Linked DNA regions of Mus musculus: region 2 is linked to region 1. A link is a contact called in public HiChIP or PLAC-seq data. All regions are on one chromosome and are shown on one strand. The core of a region is the stretch at or near the end of the contact, and the rest is flanking DNA. Distances in the headings are between cores, read along the strand shown. Region 1 holds the start of Nt5m (5',3'-nucleotidase, mitochondrial). Region 2 has its middle 30 kb from the start of Rai1.

The links. HiChIP or PLAC-seq counts read pairs in DNA pulled down with a chosen protein or histone mark.
Region 2: an H3K4me3 HiChIP or PLAC-seq map of pro-B cells shows a contact between it and region 1, with 6 times the contacts expected there. The contact joins the enhancer-like site here to the promoter of Nt5m in region 1. A contact is called at or near these places in 17 of 39 promoter capture datasets (the 3T3-L1 cell line, 3T3-L1-derived adipocytes, the C10 cell line and 8 more), 2 of 15 datasets of contacts at CTCF or cohesin (the NIH/3T3 cell line and pro-B cells), 10 of 484 Hi-C or Micro-C datasets (the HL-1 cell line, colorectal tumor organoids, cortical neurons and 2 more), 34 of 115 datasets of contacts at active chromatin or transcription factors (the 230-238 cell line, the HPC-7 cell line, the SCID.adh cell line and 19 more) and 3 of 9 other capture datasets (adipose tissue, liver and pancreatic islet).

Annotation. Positions count from the first base shown.
Region 1 is chr11:59,846,347-59,851,432 of GRCm38.p6, forward strand. Nt5m (5',3'-nucleotidase, mitochondrial) reads left to right here and starts at 1,727. Exons shown (of 5, transcript NM_134029.2): 1 at 1,727-2,026. The coding sequence starts at 1,784. It also overlaps a transcript of Cops3 not described here.
Region 2 is chr11:60,072,690-60,077,371 of GRCm38.p6, forward strand. No RefSeq gene overlaps it. Among named protein-coding and RNA genes, the nearest start is that of Rai1, 30 kb to the right of the region's middle. Within about 2 kb of position 1,647, at least 21 of the 459 cell types and tissues checked have an H3K27ac peak or open chromatin away from gene starts, as enhancers often do. A contact at or near this core is called in adipose tissue, neural stem cells and pro-B cells, where this site is marked.

The DNA of each region.
Region 1 (5,086 bases), core at 477-2,976:
CTAGGAAGACCCTTGACTGTGCCAAGCCCTCTAGCCCCGGTGGGCTTACCTCAGGATAGGGTTCCAGCAGCTCATAGTTGTGGGAAGTCACATACGCCATTACAAGATGGCGCTGGCCACCGCTGGCCACCGCCCGTAAGTTCAGGTAAACAACCATTGTGCGCATGTGCATAAGGGTTTCTCACCAAATCAAAGCCCATCCCGGGGAATGTAAATGAGGCACTGAAAGCACAACCAATCAGGTATAGACACGCCACTCCTAGGCCTATATAAGCAGCGCCAGTTTTGGGGCTGGGGTCTTTTGGCTTCGCTATCAAGCTCTTCCAATAAACCTGTGCAGAAGAATCCTGTTGTGGTGTCTTCCTTGCTGGCGAATCGGGCGTCCACAATAGTCACAAAGCTTTTACTGAGTCAGTGCCTCTAGATTCTTGTCTCATGAACTTAGAGAATGAAGTTCATAGATGACAAGGAGGGTGAGTTTCTTTAAAGATATTTATTTTTCCTGAATGTATGTATGGGTATAACACACTTGCCTGGTGCCTGAGGGGGCCAGAAGAAGGTGTTGAATCTCCAGAAACTGAAGCTACAGACTGTTGTGAGCACTGTCTCTCTTCCATGTTAGCATGTCTATCAGTGGTGGTTCCTTGTTGTGGTCTTATTTAGGCAGCCATATTATTATGGAAGTTTTTCTGTCATTTCCAGAAAACATAATCTCACAACAGATTGTCTGGTCCTCCCATGTAACTTGCTTGGCCTTTTGGGACATGAGCTTTCTAGCTTTGTCTTTATCTTTCTTATTTTGGAAACATCCAGCCATCCCTCTTCTCTTTAGGACAGAGTCTTTTTAAAAAATCTTTACAAACATCCTGTGTATCCGTCTGTCTCTCTTTCCCTCCCTCCCTCCCTCCCTCTCTCTCTCTCTCTCCCCACGTTTTGGCAATATGTATGTCTGTGCACCACATGTGCCCATGGAGGCCAGCAGAGGGTGCTGTATGCATCCCCTGTGTTCAGAGTTGAGAGGATTGTGAGCAGCCAGCAGGGTGCTGGGAATCTAGATCAGGAAGGACCAAGATTTAACATACAGAGACCTTTCTTTACCAAAAATACCTTCATGTTTGCATCCTTTAAAATATTTTTTCTACCTACTAATTCCTTTTTTTTTAATAACATGAAGCACAGTAACAAATTTACAGACATATTTGGAGATTCACTATTGAATCCAGTGATGTTAGGATGGACACAGAGCATCTGTTTTTTTTAGAACCTTTATAGATTTGAAGGTTACACCTCTGATAGCTTTAAATTTTATAAGGTTATGGTTGCAAACATTCAGCATCTATGAACAAAGAGGATCACACACAGCAGGTGTATCTGCCTTTACCTGTACCTAAAACCTGAAATCCTCCCTGTCTATACTTGGGAATGACAAGCTGTTTAAAAACCTGTACCCATAATCCGGGATGGCTGGAACTTTGTTGGGCTCAGAGCTCAACGAAGTAAGCGCTCAATAAATACCTAAGGATTTGTTCCTCCGGTGGTGAGCTCCTCCATCCACCACTGCCTCAGTAGGAAGAGTGCTCCAGTCTGGCTTTCACAGGCGGCTGTAACCTGGGACTGGATGTCCCAGGGCGATCAGCACCCACGTCGCGCTCACCTTCTCTGGGCGCATGTCCCTTTAAGGGCGGCGGGGCTGCGCGCCGGCCTCGCTCTGGGCCGGAGCCTGCGCGTCCGTGTCCGCGGTGGAGGCTGCGTCTGCCGCGGGCCCCGGGCGAGGAGCGGGGCGATGCATAGGCTGCGCGGCTGCTGTGCGCGTCCCCGCGGTGCCCCGCTACGGGCCGAGCGGAGCCGGGCGAGCAGCCGCGCCCTGCGGGTGCTGGTGGACATGGACGGCGTGCTGGCGGACTTTGAGGGCGGCTTCCTCCGGAAGTTCCGCGCGCGTTTCCCCGACCTGCCCTTCGTGGCGCTGGAGGACCGGCGCGGCTTCTGGGTGTCGGAGCAGTACGGACGGCTACAGCCTGGGCTAAGCGTGAGCACCAGCCGGCCCCGCAGCCGTGCCCCGCGGGGAGGGGAAACTGAGGCCGCAGCTGTCCAGCCCCAAGCCAGCTCGACTCCTCCAATGACCTTTGGCGGGTTCTTTGGTACCACACGGATCCTGGGAGGACTAGGGCTACAGGGCTAGAGGGACCAACCATTCAGCTGTTGCTGGGTTTCCAGCTATCTCCTTAATCCCCCTTCCCAGCTGGACTCCCTTTTCCCCTCTCTTCCTCTCTCCTGCCGCTGCCCTTCAGTATCCACTTCTTCTAAATATTGGAGATTGAACCCAGACCTCTGTAGACTAGACAGGCTCCCAACCACTGACCTACATCTCCCATCCTCTTACTTTGTACTTTGTCCTTCATTCTCACTAGCTTCCCTAGGCTGCCCTTGAACTAATTCACTGTGTAGCCTAGGGAGGCCTAAATTTTTGATCCTCCTGTTTTATAGTCTCTCAAGAAGCTGAGACTGCAAGCCATGCTGGGCTTGAATTTTAAATTCTTGGTGTGTTTGGCCTCAGATAATTGGTTACATTAAAAACAAACAAAAACAAAAAACAAAACCGAGCATTCTCAGTCTCTTACCCAGACATGGCTATCCCTCCCAATGAAATTGACAGGAGTGTCTTTGCCATCCTCTTTTACCCCATGGAAGCATAACTTTGAGTGATACTGTATGCTAGAGAATGTGACTTGCAGAGTGTCACATGGGGAGTCGGACTGGGAAGAGTGAAACTTCCCTCTTGACCAGTGTAAGGTTTTTGGTAAGACCTTGGGCACCACTCCCCCAACCTTCCCATCCCTCATGGCTAGACAGAGATCCAGGCTTTTTGGTAAAGTGTAATTTGGAGACTTAAACTATTCTATGAAAGGAATAGGGGGATTTGCTCAGCATAAACTTAGAAACTCCAGCGTTTCTCACTTGGTTGTCTAGGGGCTATAGTGCTTGATGGTCAGAGGAGTGTTTTTTGTTTTTGTTTTTTAACTTATCAGGTTTGTAACATCTCGTTCTTCACAGTCTTCCAGGACTGAAGGCAGTGAGGTCATGAAGAAAAAGACACACAGAGAGCTGGGCTCTTTTCTGGAGAAACCACAGCACTCTTGGAAGCCCAGGGTGTTTGTAGGGATCAACAGAAAGGCGGGTGTATACGGATGGGCAGGGATGGGGACAGAGGTGTAACGAAACAGGGGAGGCAGTCTGCAGGGGGGAAACATTCAAGGGGGAAAGCTAGAGTGGCCATTCTCTGCATATACTGTCAAATTCTATACTTGGACCAGAGGAAGGCTTCTTCATGCCAGGGGATGGGGGTGGGGCTTTGCCCTTCCTTCATGGGTCTGAGGTTCTGGGGTGCTGACACAGCTCTGCCTATGTCAGTGACAGCACATTGCCTCAGGACTTCACTCAGCACTCTCTCCATTCCCTTATCTTGCTGTGGGAAGATGCTCCTGTTTCCTCCTTGCACACAAGGAGACCTGCCATCCTGCCATCATCACATCACGGGGTAGTAAGGAGCGCAGATGGGATTCAAGCCCCAGCAACACGTCTGCCTGCTCCACACAATTCTCTCCAACCACCCTACTGCCCTGTTCTCTGTTCTGCTTTCTCTTTTGATTTCAATACAGTACGGGGGTGGGTGGTAATACAGCTCAATGGTAGAGGATTGTCTAGCTAGTACAAGACTCTAGGGTTCTGTCCTAGCACTGCAGCTCTGCACCCCCAGCTCCCAGGCCCCTACATGATAAAGAAGGTACCTCCACAGTAATTTGGTTTACTGAGGGACAGGTATTTAAAGGGGACATGGGGTATCATTTCTGTTCATTCACAGATGGTACTGCTGCAAGCATCTCCACAGAGCCCAGATAGCTGATCTCTCCCGTGCTGAGACCTATGAAAGCTTTAAACCTAAGGAAATGCTCTGTCACCTCAGCAATCAACTGCTGCACTGCATAGGGTTCACTTACAGATGGCTGACCAACATTTGAATTTGGGGGACATAGTTTCCTTGTAGGAATATATTAAATTTAGTTTTATGTGTGTGGGTGTTTTGCTTTTATATACACATGTGCATTGTGTACAGTCCTGGTGTACAAAAGGTCAGAAAAAGGTATCCAAAGCCTTAGAACTGGAGTTACCATGTAGGTGCTAGGACTGAACCCAGGTCCTCTGCAAGAGCAACAAGTACTCTTAACCTCTGAGCCGTCTCTCCAGCCCCGGGAATATACTAATGGGATAAAATGAAATCTACCCAGACTCTGCAAGCTGACTTGTTTCAAACCGTACCATAGAGAGGAGGAGGAAAAGGAGGAAGAAGAGATAGAGATGGAGGAAGAGAAGGGAAAGGAGAATACAATGAAGGTTTAGGGGTTTAGCTTACCAGTAGTGTTTGCCTAGGATGCGTGAGGCCCTGGGTTTTCTTAGTACCATAAAACAACAAAGAAAGTAGCAGTGGCTCAGTAGCCCCTTGTATAGATATTCCAGGCCCAAAAGGACTAATTCCTGACTTCCAACTGCAAAATGAGAAAGTGTGTGGCAGGAAGGGCTGCAGGGACGGGAGAAACCTACTGGTTTCCGCTCATTCCTTTCCCAAGCCTCAGCTCACTGAAGAACATCCAGAGCCTCCCCGTAGCCTGGTTGTCTAAATATCTGTGGTTATACCAAACAGTCTAGGTATAGTAGATGTGGCCACTTTCAAATTTGTATTCTTGCCCCTTGGTATTGAGGCTTCCTGGACCCTAAGGATACCAAAATCTACAGATGCTCAAAACTATGTCATGTAAAGCAGTATGGTGTTTGTGTATGATCTATGTGATTGTATGCAGCTCGGCCTTCTCTAGGTGGCTTACACTGTGGAGGGCAGTGTAAATACTGTGGAGATGGTTTGGGATATTGAAGAGAAGGAGAAATGACACAGAAAAGGCCTGTGTAAATGTTCAGTTCAGACAGTAATTCTCACTCACTATTTTCTGTGATTGTTTGAATCCGTGGATGGTGACTCCATGGCTCCTGAGGGCCAGTTGTACCTTTGTCTTCATTCCCTGTGGCCGCCACAATA
Region 2 (4,682 bases), core at 397-2,896, 230 kb after region 1:
CTAGTGTGTGTGTGTGTGTGTGTGTGTGTGTGTGTGTGTGAGAGAGAGAGAGAGAGAGAGAGAGAGAGAGAGATGTATATGAATATATATGTACAACTAGATATATTCATTCACACACAAATACATGTATATCTATATAAACATATAGATATAGATCTATGTATTTATTCTATCAGTTCTGTTTCTCTAGAGAAGCATGACTAATATAGCCATGAAGACTTCAGCTAGAAGGTCACATGCCTACACCCTCAACTGCACCTTCAGACTTAAACACTAGCAGGCTTTTCCTACACTGCCATCTTCCCTTATGCAATTGAGGCACCGCTGGGTTCTTTCTAAGTAATACTCTCACTAATGTGCCGTGAGGACATTGCGCTAAAGGAGTGGCCTGGAGTACCTATGTGGATCTCCCCAGGCTATGGAGTCATCTTTGAGAATGGCTGGTCCAGACCTCCAGAGAATAAGCATGATGGTTATTTGTCAACTTGACATGGTCATCTGGGAAGAGAGAACCTCTCACTTAAGAGAATGCCTCCATCAGATTGGCCTGTAGGCAAGTCTGAGGGGACATTTTCTTGCTTCATGATTGATGTGGGAGGGCCCAGCTCTCTGAGGATGACATCACCCCTGGGCAGGTGGTCCTGGATTGTGAAAGACCACAGGCTGAGCAAGCCATGCAAAGCAAGCCAGTAAGCAACATTGCTCCAAGACTTCTGCTTCATTTCCTGCCTCAGGTTCCTGTCCTGACTTGCCTTTATGAGAGATTGTACCCTGTAAGCCAAATAATGCCCCCCACAATGTGGAAAGAAAACTATAACACAAAACTCCCAGGGAACCTATGTGTACTGAAGACCCAAAGCCCTGCTCAGTAGCTGTACCTAAAACCAGAAAGATGTCAAGTAAAACCTAATTTTCTCTCTATGAATATCATAGTCCAGCGGTGCTGTTGTAGCCGAGTATTGTTGACCGGGGACGTTATAAAGGACAGGTATTTGTTTCCGATGGCTCTGGAGCCCCGGGGAATCTAAAGCAAGGCACTGGCGGCTTCGGTGTCTAGTGTGGCCTGGACTCTGCTGGACCCTGGGACCTCTGAAAGGGACAAACACTGTGTCCTCACTCAGCAGAAGAGAAGGGGACAAGTCCCCTCTCTCGCAGGCCCTGTTAATTAGAATCATAGGAGTCCGTTCAGGACCATGGTTTTGCATTTGAAAATGAACAAATCCTCCCAAATAAATTACAAAATGCATGGGACAGTGTGGGCAGAGTTAACAGAGCAGAGCGAGAAGGGAGAAAGTACCACCTAACACCTCCTATTTCCAGACAGTGTGGCTTTTATGAGAAACCAGAAAAGCTAAGGGAAGCACCAGCTGTATGCCCAGGCTTCCTGACCTGGCAGGAAGAGCCTGGCGGCTAGCCGGGAGACGCATGCCAGCTGCAGAGCCTCGCCTTCTGTTCCAGGCTCCGGGTCATCTCCAGGCGAGGAGATGCCTGCACAAACACTGGTATCTCTGTTGAGGATGTTAGCGGCGTTAAGGTCACAGCAAGCAGTATGCTCTTAGGTATCTGTTGGCAGTCTTCTCACTCATTAGTCGAGTGTGCAATGAACTGTATCACCTGTGAGCACTCCCTAGCCTAGCTCCGGGCTGAGGCTGCTCAACTGTCTGTCGCCTCCTCCAGACTTCTACCTTCCAGGTACCACCCACTTCAGAGACGCTTGAAAAGATGCTCCTCGAGAGACATCCACACTCTGATCTCAGAGTCTGAGTTCTCTTAGGTGGTCCTGTGGTAAAGGACCCTGAGATGCAGCGCTTACTGAGGCCTGACTGTGGACTCTGCCCACAGTGGGCTGAACAAGGCAGAGGGAGACAAGGACGTGATGACAGAAAAGAGGGAGGAAGATTCTGCTGCCACGGAAGCTGGAAGAGACTCGGAACAGTTGCCTCTGTAAAGTGGCTGGAGCAGGCAGCCCCCCAGACGCCTTGGTTTCTGCCCCTTGGTTCTGATTCCTGTTTCCAAAACATAAGATAAAGTTCTGCTGAACCATCTGTTTCTCTGTTTTGTTTGGTAATGCCTTGCACAGAACAAACCAAGGGCCTTCTACCTGTCAAACAAGTACTGGACCACCAAGCGATGGCCCAAACTTATTCAAGGTGATGCGCCACAGCAGGAAGTACCCCTCCAACTCCTCATTCTGCTGCACCAACTGCCACATGTGGTTACTTATTTAGTCTGCACCAGGCCCAGCCAGAAGAATCCTGGTGAGGCAGGATGGCCAGCGCCTCATTTTTCACTGGGTTCACACTGCCCTCCCCGACAGAGTGGATGCCCAATTGAATAAAAGGATTCGTGGACCCAGCCAGGCAGTGGTGGCACACGCCTTTAATCCCAGCATTTGGGAGGCAGAGGCAGGCGGATTTCTGAGTTCGAGGCCAGCCTGATCTACAGAGTGAGCTCCAGAACAGCCAGGGCGATACAGAGAAACCCTGTCTCGAAAAACAAACAAAAAACAACAAAACAAAACAAACGAACAAACAAAAAAGAATATGTGGATCCACCTGTGTTCATTTTTGAAAAGTAATAACTTTTATGTAAAGGTGGCTCTAAACCTGTAGTCCCAGCACTGAAAAGGCTAAACTAGAACAATTATAAGTCTGAATCCAGAGTGAGCTACACATAAGGTAGCAAAGTAAAGCAAAAGTAAGGTTGAGCTGGGCTTTCGTTCCTTTGCATGCAAAGATCTGAGTTTGACCCTTAGCACTGCATTAATCCTAGCACGTGAGGGGTAGAGGCAAGAAGATGAGTTCAAAGCCATTCACAACTTCATAGTGAGTTCAAGGCTCAGGTACAGGCTGTCCAAAATAAAAATAAAAGGGGGGCAGAATTGAGGCCTAATCAGGCAGGTAGCACCTATAATCCCAGCTACCCAGGAAGGCAAGGCAAGAGAATCATGAATCACTTTAATCCAGGAGTTCAAGACCAGCCTTTGTTCACTGGGACTGGGTGTAGCTTTGTAATGCAGTGCCTTCTCAGAACACATTAGGTTCTGGGTTAACCCCAATATGGTAAAAACTAAACAAAACAAAATAAAACATGAGATTTAGATAAGGAATGCAGAAGGAATGCCAACTGACTTACCACCTAACCCTCACCAACTTATCAACAAGGCAATCACGGAAAAGACAAAGGGACCTCTTTCTTCAGATGACTAATTCCTTACAGAGCTGAGGCCAGTATGAAAGCCAGCTTGCTTGCTTGCTTGCTTGCTTGCTTGCTTGCTTGCTTGCTTTCTTTCATTCTTTCTTTCATCCTTCCTTCCTTCCTTCCTTCCCTCCTCCTCCTCCTCCTCCTCCTCCTCCTCCTCCTCCTCCTCCTCCTCCTCCTCCTTCTTCTTCTTCTCTTCTTCTTCTTCTTCTTCTTCTTCTTCTTCTCCTTCCAGGAGCTTTGTTAGCCTGTGAGAGCCTTTGTACCTTCAAAGGCAACAACAAGCAACTAAAAATGTCCCTAATGTCCCATCCACCCACCCATTGCATTAGCTAGAAGGGGCCCCAGAGGCCTTTGGAAGAGCCTGGCTCCCGTGGTCACATTAACAAAAGCTACCACACTTGAGTGACTACCTGTGCCATGCCATGGACAGACTGGCTGCAGTCTGCTTGGCAAAATCTCAACATGGCACCAACCCCTGGTTTCTGGGGGAGGAAACTGAAACTCAGGGAAGTGGTTGCCAATGTCACAACAGAGATTAGCCTACCCTGACCCTTCTCGTGAAGCCACGGGAAGTCATGTTCATCTGATCACACAGCTTAGTTGGTGGTCTGCAAGGATTTTACATGTGCACACACATGCACACAGAGAAAGGGAGAGGGGGAGGGGGAGGAGGAGGGAGAGAGAGAGAGAGCATGTGAGCAACAGGGCCCTGGGAACACTGAAATCTCCCCAATTTACCAGACCCCTTTTATAAAAAAATTGCTTGCTTGCTTGTTTGTTTGTTTGTTTGTTTGCTTGCTTGTTTCAGGGCAGGATTTCATCTGTGTAGCCTTGGCTGTTATGGAACTCACTCTGTAGACCAGGCTGACCTCAAACTCAGAGATCCGCCTGCCTCTGCCTCCTGAGTGCTGGAATTAAAGGTGTATGCCACCACGCCACTTGTTTTTGTTTTTTAAGACAGTGTCTTGCCATGTAACTTGAGCTAGTCCAAAACTCAAAGCAATCCTCCTGTCCCAAGTGCTGGGGATTACAGGCATGAACCATCACACCCAGTCTTTAAAAGCTGTTGGTTTAAATTTACCCAACACCAAGCAAACACCGCCATCTAGTGGATGACAGGTCATGTGCTGTTACGAACCGGTCCCTAGGTGCCACACCACCACCACCACCACCACCACCACCACCACTACTAAGAGATCCAAGGTCAAAGCCAAAGACAGAAAAAGAAGAAAACAAGTCTTAATACATTAATATAGCTGGAAGTCAGAGCACTGGTCCCATGGTCCCATCTGGGGGGATTCTAACAGTGAACCCATATTTTTGAAATGTTCTTTAGTCCCCTCCACAGTATACTACTCATAGAACATCTGGCTTGACTCCCTCAGTGGACCAGAAAACAAAAAACAAAACCAACCAAACAAAAGCGCTATCTGCCATTGCTCCTGGGACAGGAGCTTAGCCATTCTCCACAAATCCTG